3 separate regions of the Macaca mulatta genome follow, and all the other regions are linked to region 2. The links are chromatin contacts, called in public Hi-C maps. All regions are on one chromosome and are shown on one strand. Each heading gives the region's core, a stretch centred on a gene start, on an enhancer-like site or on the middle of the called end of the contact. The rest is flanking DNA. Distances are from core to core; before and after follow the strand shown. Region 1 holds the start of WNK1 (WNK lysine deficient protein kinase 1). Region 2 holds the start of FBXL14 (F-box and leucine rich repeat protein 14). Region 3 holds the start of LOC144333011.

Evidence for each region. Hi-C and Micro-C count contacts between places; a contact is called where the count stands out from the background.
Region 1: a Hi-C map of fetal cortex germinal zone shows a contact between it and region 2, with 5 times the contacts expected there. The contact joins the promoter of WNK1 here to the promoter of FBXL14 in region 2. A contact is called at or near these places in 2 of 14 Hi-C or Micro-C datasets (fetal cortex germinal zone and fetal cortical plate).
Region 3: a Hi-C map of fetal cortex germinal zone shows a contact between it and region 2, with 3 times the contacts expected there. The contact joins the promoter of LOC144333011 here to the promoter of FBXL14 in region 2. A contact is called at or near these places in 2 of 14 Hi-C or Micro-C datasets (fetal cortex germinal zone and fetal cortical plate).

What each region holds. Positions count from the first base shown.
Region 1 is chr11:1,533,061-1,535,939 of T2T-MMU8v2.0, reverse strand. It overlaps WNK1 (WNK lysine deficient protein kinase 1), which reads right to left and starts at 1,359. Exons shown (of 28, transcript NM_001414862.1): 1 at 1-1,359. The coding sequence starts at 401.
Region 2 is chr11:2,434,194-2,437,127 of T2T-MMU8v2.0, reverse strand. FBXL14 (F-box and leucine rich repeat protein 14) reads left to right here and starts at 1,579. Exons shown (of 2, transcript NM_001260522.1): 1 at 1,579-2,811. The coding sequence starts at 1,618. All of the region lies in intron 1 of WNT5B (Wnt family member 5B), which reads right to left.
Region 3 is chr11:1,783,008-1,785,965 of T2T-MMU8v2.0, reverse strand. It overlaps LOC144333011, which reads right to left and starts at 1,447. Exons shown (of 3, transcript XM_077954849.1): 1 at 1,417-1,447; 2 at 536-1,372. The coding sequence starts at 1,447.

The sequences.
Region 1 (2,879 bases), core at 110-2,609, 900 kb after region 2:
GCTACCTGAGAAGCGGCGGTGGCGGCCACGGTCTCTTCCCGGTGGGGCTCCGGTGGGGCACTCTGCGGGACAACCGCGGGGATGCCGGGCTGGGGGAGGGCAAGAGGGAGGCCGGGGAGCTCCAACGCAGTGGCATTGGAGTCGCAGATGACACTCCGGCGGAAGAAGCGGTGCTCGGTGGTGGTGGTGGTCGCGGCCGCCCCGCGGCTGTCCTTGTCCATCGTGTGGCGGCGGCGCCGGTACTCCTCAGTCCTGCCGGTCCCGGCGTCGGCGGCCGCGGCCCCCAGTTTCTCCCCCACGGAGGAATCGGAGCTGGAGCCATTCTTGGGGACAGGAGCCGGCGGCGAGAGGAACAGGGAGCCGGGAGTGCTGCTCTGCTTCTCCGCGGCGCCGCCAGACATGGTCGGTTCGCTGGCGAGAGGCGAGCGGGCTCGGAGTCGCGGATGGAAAGGGCGTGAGGGCCGAGCCGCCCGCGCGGAGGTCTGCAGGGCACCGCGGCCGGGCGGGTTCGCGCCGACCCGGAGACGCCTCACTCAGCACTGACCAGCCGCAGCGAGGGCGAGGCGGGCCGCTGGCACCGAGACTGCTGCGGCTCGCGAGGAGGGCTCGAAGGCGGGCGAGTCGGGAGCGGAGCCGCGGGGGTTAGCGCCGCACGGTCCGCATCCATCCTGCGGCGAGCGGCGGCCGGGCGGGCGGCGGCAGCGGAGGCGCCGCAGTCATGAGGGGAGGGCCCGGGGCCGGCACCGAGTCGAGGCGGATGCGGCGGACGCGGCTCCCACTGCCCCGCTCGCCGAGCCGGGCGGGCTAGGCCCAGAGGGCGGCGGCGCCGCGAGCACGGGACCAGGTCCGACGCCCGGGCGGTGGCAGCCCCGGGGCAGGGAGTGGGAGGGGCCGAGGCGAGCGAGGAAGGCCGCGGCCCGGCTCCGGTCACTCGGCGGCCGCCGCCTCCCACACGCGCCCCCCGCGATGGGGACCGGCCTCACTGGTCGCCCATCGCCCCGGGGCGAAGGGCCGGAGCCTCGGAGCCTCGGCGCCTGAGGAGCGGGCCCCCCCTTCCCCGAGGCCTCCCCGCCCGCCCCGGGCCTGGCGAACCCGCCTCCTCCCGGGCCGGTGCCGGGGGCTGACGGCGGAGGGAACGGCGGGGAGGGGAGGGCCGCTCACCGCGGGGCCCGAGCTCCGCTGCTTCTCTGAGGCAAGAGGAGAGGAGACCTAGAGGACTGGGTGAGGGGGAACAGGGAGAGAAAAGAGCAGTCACCCCCACCAGGCGCCTTCTGTCACCGAAGACGGGGGTGCGGAGGGGCCGAGAGAGGAGCCGCGTCCGCCCGGGAAACTCTCTGCGCTAAATGGCGCCGGGAGTCTGAAGCCTCCACACAGCCCGCTCGGATCCCGCCCCCCGCCGCCCGGGGCAGCCCCACCCCCCACCTCGCTCCGGGGTTTTGCGCAGGCGTGCCAGCCCCGAGGCACCTTGGGACTTATAGTTTACGGGTTGGAGGAGATGAACGGGACCTAGGAGAAAAGTGCCTACGACTTCCGTGATGCCTCGCGGTTGCTGTAGCCTGATGCCTCGTGGGAGTTGTAGTTTTCTTTAGAAACCGTCCCTTCTGAAAGGCTGATGGGAGCGTCATCGCGGGTCGCTCAACCCCATCCTGAAGTCCGCGCGAGCTTAGGAAAATCATTATTTAGGGATTAATTGTGGAAGAAGGGAAGGAAGGGAAAAAAAAAAAAGAGGAAGGTGGGGGGGAGATGGAAAGACTCCCATCATGCTCTGCTAAGCGAGAGAGCTCTTAGGGTTGCCATGCAATGAAAAATGATCTGTTGTTCATCTTTAATGGAGAGAGCCGCAGTAGTGTTGAGTGACTGCAGGGCTGTGGGGGTGGAGGGGAAGGGTAAAGCCGGATAACCGGAGCCTGAGTTCTGAGTCGGAGGAGGGGAAAAGAAACTTTGTGAAGATGGTGCATGAAATTAATATTGATTAAATGGATTGGAGGAGGAGACAGGGAGGATTATCTTCCATCCTCCTCCCCTCAACAATTAAGGCCACATTCTCAGCTCCCGCCCGACACGGATATTCCGGCTCTCAAAAAAGGGCTGCCTGACTGAAATCGGGGATCCTAGTGAACTCCCTCTTGGCTTTGCCTGAAAGATAATAAAAGCGGGGTTGGGGGAGCGGTGGATTCAAGAAAAGATAAGGTCTACGGATCTACGGGTCTTTGGCCACACTTGGGGGGCTGGGCTGACTTCTGCCTTTGTAGTTGGTTGAAACTTATTTTCCACCTTTCTTCTGCTGGGTGGCTCCGTGAAACAACACCCCCTCTTTCTCCAGAGCTCCTCAGTGTCCACATGCAACGTCTACCAGGGCCCTGGGCCCGGGAAACGTGGAGCCCTGCGGCTCGCCGCCATGGCATGTTTTTCTTGAAAGCATCCTTGTCTCCCTGGACCCCTGTGCTCCTCGCAGCTCCTCAAGATGCGGAGGGGACGAGCACCAGGGGGCACCAGACGGAGTAGGAGGCCGGACTCGGGAGCAGATGGCAGTTTAAAAGCCTCGGTCCAACCGGTGGAGAGCGGGAAGCGCGGAAAACGTACGCAACCGCATCAGAGCGTCCGGGCGCGGCCGCCTCTCTTGGGCGCCCGCTGCGGAACCAGCTCGGAAGCGCGCGTCCCGGGCAGAGGACCACGCTGCGAGCGAGCAGCCAGCGAGGAACTCGGCAGGAGGTTCCTTAGCACAGTTCTCGGATGAGCTCCACCTGCAGAATTCTTGCCGTGCAGTTCATGTTAATTCATCTGATCCGTAAAATGGTTAATGCTGTTTTCTTTCTCTTTTTGTTGTTGTTTATCACAAGCTACCCTTTCGAGTTTACAACAATGTTTGAAGCCAATGA
Region 2 (2,934 bases), core at 330-2,829:
TTCAACTGTCATTCCATTTTAATCAAAAAGTAAACCGGATTCAGCATATACGAATATATTGACTATCAGTACAACTGAGCCATGCAACTGATAGTCTAAGGCTGATGACAAGGAGAAAGCTCCTAAAACAAGGTTTAGGGACGGCTGTTCCCCTCTAAGCAAAGTGGGCTGAGGGTATTGGTAGTGCAACAGCCTGCAGAAGGAGAGGGAAGTTTTGATATATCAAGTACCGAGGGGAACACACACAGCATGTCTGGAAACCATCAGAAGATGCTAGAAGGAAGTACAGATAATTCTAGAAATTTCTAGAACACCGACTGGAGGGGGTCATTGTTTAAGATGAGTAAAGGCCAGTTTCTCTACAATTTAAGACACGAGACTGGAGAGAAAGGAGTCGTAGGAAACAGCTCCAACCGGGGGAGCAGGGGTGTGATAATGAGATGTGTTAAAGGGCATTAGGGACAGCAAGAATAGGACAGTTGGGGTGATGATTATTGAGCACTGCTATAGGAGGAGGCTCTCGCAGGGATAATCAAGGGAGAGGGGTGTGAAGTAAGGGTCAGGGATGTAGGGGTAAACTGTGGGAAGGGGTTGTGCAGACTTCTACAGCAAAGAAAAAGAAGGAACGGGGCTGGGGCGTGGCTCAGAGAGGGAACGGCTCAATAACGGGCTGCGGGGTGAAAAGCAGCCGGGTGGGGAGGCGCTCGGCTGACAGCTGCTGCTCCCGCACGGCGCCCACAGGGTTAAAAACCAGGGGCCACGGGACCAGGCCGAACTCGGTTTCCAGGGCAACGGCTCCACAGTTCCGGCAGCGCAGGCCCGTACCATTGCGCGGGCGCGGGGGAGCGGGAGCGGCGGAGGGGACGCGCTGCAGGGCGGCGGAGCCGGAGCCGGCTCGGGCGCTACCAAACGCGCGGCCCGCCTGCTCGCCCGGGGTCTGCGCCGAGCCGCGCTCCGGCCGGACGGCCGCGGCGTCCTCGGTGCGGGGGCCGGCAGCTCCCAAGTGGCCGCGGACGGCGGGGGAGAAGGAACGCGCGCCGCCAGCCGGGATTGGCCTCCTGGTCCCCCCGCCTGCGCGGCGGAGTGCGGGCGGCCCGGGGCTGGGAGGTTTGAAAAGCGGGTGAGAGACAAAGGCAGCAGGAAGCCTCCTCCGCGCCCGGAGCCCGTGCGCCCGGCCCCCGGGGCCCCCTCGCCGCCCGCCGGCCCGCGGAGCAGCGGCGGCGGCAGGAGGCGGAGGATGCGGCAGGGGGCGTGGGCGCGGCGGCGCGGGCGGAGCGGCGCGGCCCGGGCGCGGCGTGGGTAGAGCCGAGGCGGCGGCGGCCGGCCTCCGGGAGCGAGAGCGAGGCGCCTTCCCCGCCCGGGATGTGAGCGCCGCGCGGAGCCCGGGGCGGGGGAGGGCCGGGCCGGAGGCGCAGCCGGCAGGAAGGAAGGACGGACGGACCAGGAGGAGGAGCGGCGGCGGCGGCCGGAGCCGGAAGGCGGGGAGGGGCCGGCCGTTGGGCCCGAGGCGGCGGCAGCGGCGGCGGCTGGGGAGAAGCGCTCTCGTCGCCTGCCCGAGTCCGGAGCGGCGGGGCCCGCGCCTCCTCCCCCCAGCGCCGCGGAGGGGGGAGGAGGAAGATGGAGACCCACATCTCATGCTTGTTCCCGGAGCTGCTGGCCATGATCTTCGGCTACCTGGACGTCCGGGACAAGGGGCGCGCGGCGCAGGTGTGCACGGCCTGGCGGGACGCCGCCTACCACAAGTCGGTGTGGCGGGGGGTGGAGGCCAAGCTGCACCTGCGCCGGGCCAACCCGTCGCTGTTCCCCAGCCTGCAGGCCCGGGGCATCCGCCGCGTGCAGATCCTGAGCCTCCGCCGCAGCCTCAGCTACGTGATCCAGGGCATGGCCAACATCGAGAGCCTCAACCTCAGCGGCTGCTACAACCTCACCGACAACGGGCTGGGCCACGCGTTTGTGCAGGAGATCGGCTCCCTGCGCGCTCTCAACCTGAGCCTCTGCAAGCAGATCACTGACAGCAGCCTGGGCCGCATAGCCCAGTATCTGAAGGGCCTGGAGGTGCTGGAGCTGGGGGGTTGCAGCAACATCACCAACACTGGCCTTTTGCTCATCGCCTGGGGTCTGCAGCGCCTCAAGAGCCTTAACCTCCGCAGCTGCCGCCACCTCTCGGATGTCGGCATCGGGCACCTGGCCGGCATGACGCGCAGCGCTGCGGAGGGCTGCCTGGGCCTGGAGCAGCTCACGCTACAGGACTGCCAGAAGCTCACAGATCTTTCTCTAAAGCACATCTCCCGAGGGCTGACGGGCCTGAGGCTCCTCAACCTCAGCTTCTGTGGGGGCATCTCGGACGCTGGCCTCCTGCACCTGTCGCACATGGGCAGCCTGCGCAGCCTCAACCTGCGCTCCTGTGACAACATCAGTGACACGGGCATCATGCATCTGGCCATGGGCAGCCTGCGCCTCTCGGGGCTGGATGTGTCGTTCTGTGACAAGGTGGGAGACCAGAGTCTGGCTTACATAGCCCAAGGGCTGGATGGCCTCAAGTCTCTCTCTCTCTGCTCCTGCCACATCAGTGATGATGGCATCAACCGCATGGTGCGGCAGATGCACGGGCTGCGCACGCTCAACATTGGACAGTGTGTGCGCATCACGGACAAGGGCCTGGAGCTGATCGCTGAGCACCTGAGCCAGCTCACCGGCATAGACCTGTACGGCTGCACCCGAATCACCAAGCGCGGCCTGGAGCGCATCACGCAGCTGCCCTGCCTCAAGGTACTCAACCTGGGACTCTGGCAGATGACGGACAGTGAGAAGGTCAGGTGAGGGCGGCAGCACCAGCTCCCCTTGTCCCGCCCTGTTCATCCTCCCATCACCACCGCCCCCGCACACTCACACGCACACTTATGCACAGATCATTGCAGCGGATGAGATGGGGCT
Region 3 (2,958 bases), core at 198-2,697, 650 kb after region 2:
CTGAGCCAAAGCACCTTCCCTCTCCGAGCCCCCATCCACCCCGCTAGAAGGAAAAGAATCGAACTCTAAAGTAGAAACGTGACAGATCCAGTGCAATAAAATAGGTTCTCCGACTGCCTCAAAGGTAACATGCACGGCTCATCGTCCTTTTGAAATACAACACTTCATCTTTTATCTCACCATTTCATCAAAAAGAAAAGAATCATCTTCAGCATTTTACATCACTCACCTAACCCAAAGATCCACCCTGACCGCACCCCAACCTCATGGCTCCCCAATTTCTCCGTCTGCCCACTACCTGGTCCGCAGCTTCACTAGTCCTAAGCCTCCCCCCCTCCGCTCCCCAAGTGCCCAGAGCCCCAGACCCCAGTCCCCGACCTCCCGCCCCAGGATCCCCACATCCACCGCCTCGGCTCCCGCCCAATCCCGGAGCCCGGCTGGGTGGAGCCCGCGGGTGGGCGCCGTGGTCTGGGTGGGGCCCGCCCCTCCCCACCCCCGGGCTGGCCCGGAGGGGGAGGGGGTCGCGAAGCCTCACCTACAGCTCCGCCCCTCCCCGGGGGCGCGTCGCCCAGCCCAGCCCGGGCCGTGAGCAAGAAGCTGGGCAGGAAAGGCAAAAGCCTCAGCGCTAGCGACACGGGGGAAGCTCTGGGTCCCGCGCGACTTCCGCGCTGCCGCCGCCGTCGCGCCCGTCTCACCCTTCTCAGGGCTGCCGCTGCTGCTGCTGCCGCTGCTGCCGCCCGGGCGCCGCCGCCGCCACTACCGCCGCCACCGCCACCGCCACTACCGCCGCCGCCGCCGCCACAGCACGGCCCGGGCGCCCGCGACGTCACCGCGCCCCGCCCCCTGCGCGAGACACCTAGCCCCGCCCCCAGCCGCGCCGCGGGCGCAGCGCCCCTCCCCGGGCTCCCGGCCCGGCTGCCTCCCTTTCCCTCAGCCTCCCGGGAGCGTGACGCGGCGGCCGGGGGGCCTCCGGGCGCCTTCCGGGACACGCGGGTGAGGAACTGGGAAGCGGGGGAAATTCGGCGCCGCGGCGGTCGATCAGCACCGAAACCGAACGAGAGGCGCGGAGCAGCCCTGCGTACACACACGCGTACCCACTCACACACACGACCCCTGCGGCCCGGGAGGGGAGAGCCGGGGTCTGCTCCGCGAGCGCGGGGCGGCGCTTGTCTCTTCCCGCTTGCCGTAGGAAGTGGACGCTGGAAGCCCGAGGAGCCGCGTCGCGTCTTCCCGAACCTAAGTGGCGCCCCGCCCCCTTCTTCTCGTGGCCCGTTACCCGCGCCCGGGGCCGCCCAGCGCCGCGGGACCAGCGCGGGGACCGACCGTGGCTGCTGGGGGCACGCTTTGTTCCACCAAAGCTGGTTTTTTGCCCCTTAGCTTGGCGGAACGTGGCCGCGAAATGAGCGGCCATCTGACCTGAGACTCGCGGGGCTGCGCACACGGGCATCGCCGAGGACCCCAGCAATGGACGTCGTGTTCTGTGGTGATCCGGCCCGGACGCGGGGAGCGTGGGCGGAAATTAGTGTCCCGGTTCCGACCCTGCGCGGTGCCCGACGCGGCTTCGGGAGCTGTGTATTTGGCCTCCGACAGCTAGGCGAGTCGGCGGGCGGCTGGGGCCTGGAGCAACCCGGTTTTCTCGTGCAGACTCGCAGCCGGTTTGGGTTTTGGTTTTTTTTTTTTTTTGGAACCATGCAGAGGGTAGCTACGGCCATTAATTTAAGGATGTAGATAAGCTTATCTCTAAATCAAGAAAGTAAGAATGGTGTGAATTATATTTATTCCCAGCCTTCCAGTGTTTATTAAAATAATTCTCGGTGTCCTTAAAAGGAGTTAAAAGCCATCATTTTACTCCTACTCACCTCCGCCACCGTAATTAACCACTGCCTCATAATCCCACTAACAAATTCCAGTCGCTTCTCTGCGTTCACATGCATTCACTCACCCGTTTCTACTGTTTTTCATCCTGCCCGGACTCTTAATTGTTCCCTCCCAGGATCGACATGCACTTGGATGATTGCAGTTCCTGGGCCTGCTGTCATCTCTCCATTCAGTACTTCCCACATACGACTACCAACTGTTAGACGATGTGCTGCCAGACCAGCATTTCATTTCTTGGACATCTGGCTATTTACCCAGGAAAAGTCATCCTTTGACTTTTCTCATCTGACTCGTGATCTGCCCATCTTGTTACTCCCTAGCAGTGTGGTAAGGTAAGAGAAAATTGAACTGAGAGTCAATAGATCTTTCTGTTCTCATTCTCCCACTGTCTACTTGTGTGGCCTCAGGCAAATCATTCTACTTGTGGTCTTACTTAACTGTAAAGTGAGGTTTGAAGTCGGTGTCTGAGATACATCGTGTCCTTAAAATACGTGGATCTGGAGAGTTAAGTTGCTGAGCGCGATGTTATACACAGAAATACTGTCCTAACACAGATTCAGATTTTTATTTTTTATTTTTTGCCACCACACTGGCAACAAATATTATTTTCCTACCCTGCTCCAGAGATCTTTTTTAAAACCTACATTTAGGATTTTTTGTTAAAGCTAGGTACCCAAGCACATGTATTTACTGCCTCTTCTTCCTGAGACCCCATAAAATGATGATAAATAAAAATGATACAAAATAGAAAAGGAGAAGGGGGGCATCGGAAGATAATTGTTTTTCAATTCGACATGTGAAAAGTAAGTGTGGTCTGACAAAATAAAATGAAGAAAACCATAATGTGGAATGGGTGTAGAGGGTGCTGCAGAAAGGAAGGGGGGGCTGTCAGCCCAGAACTGCTTTAGGGAGACCGAGATTTGGAGATACCTACAAGACAGAGCGAGAGTGAGAAGCAGGATTGAGAACAGGGAGACTAAATAAAGGTCTATATGAGGAAGAACAGAACTCTCCCTCTGTCTCAGATACAATATCTAGGCATTTATCCCAGGCTAAAATTAAGTATTCTGATAATCTGGG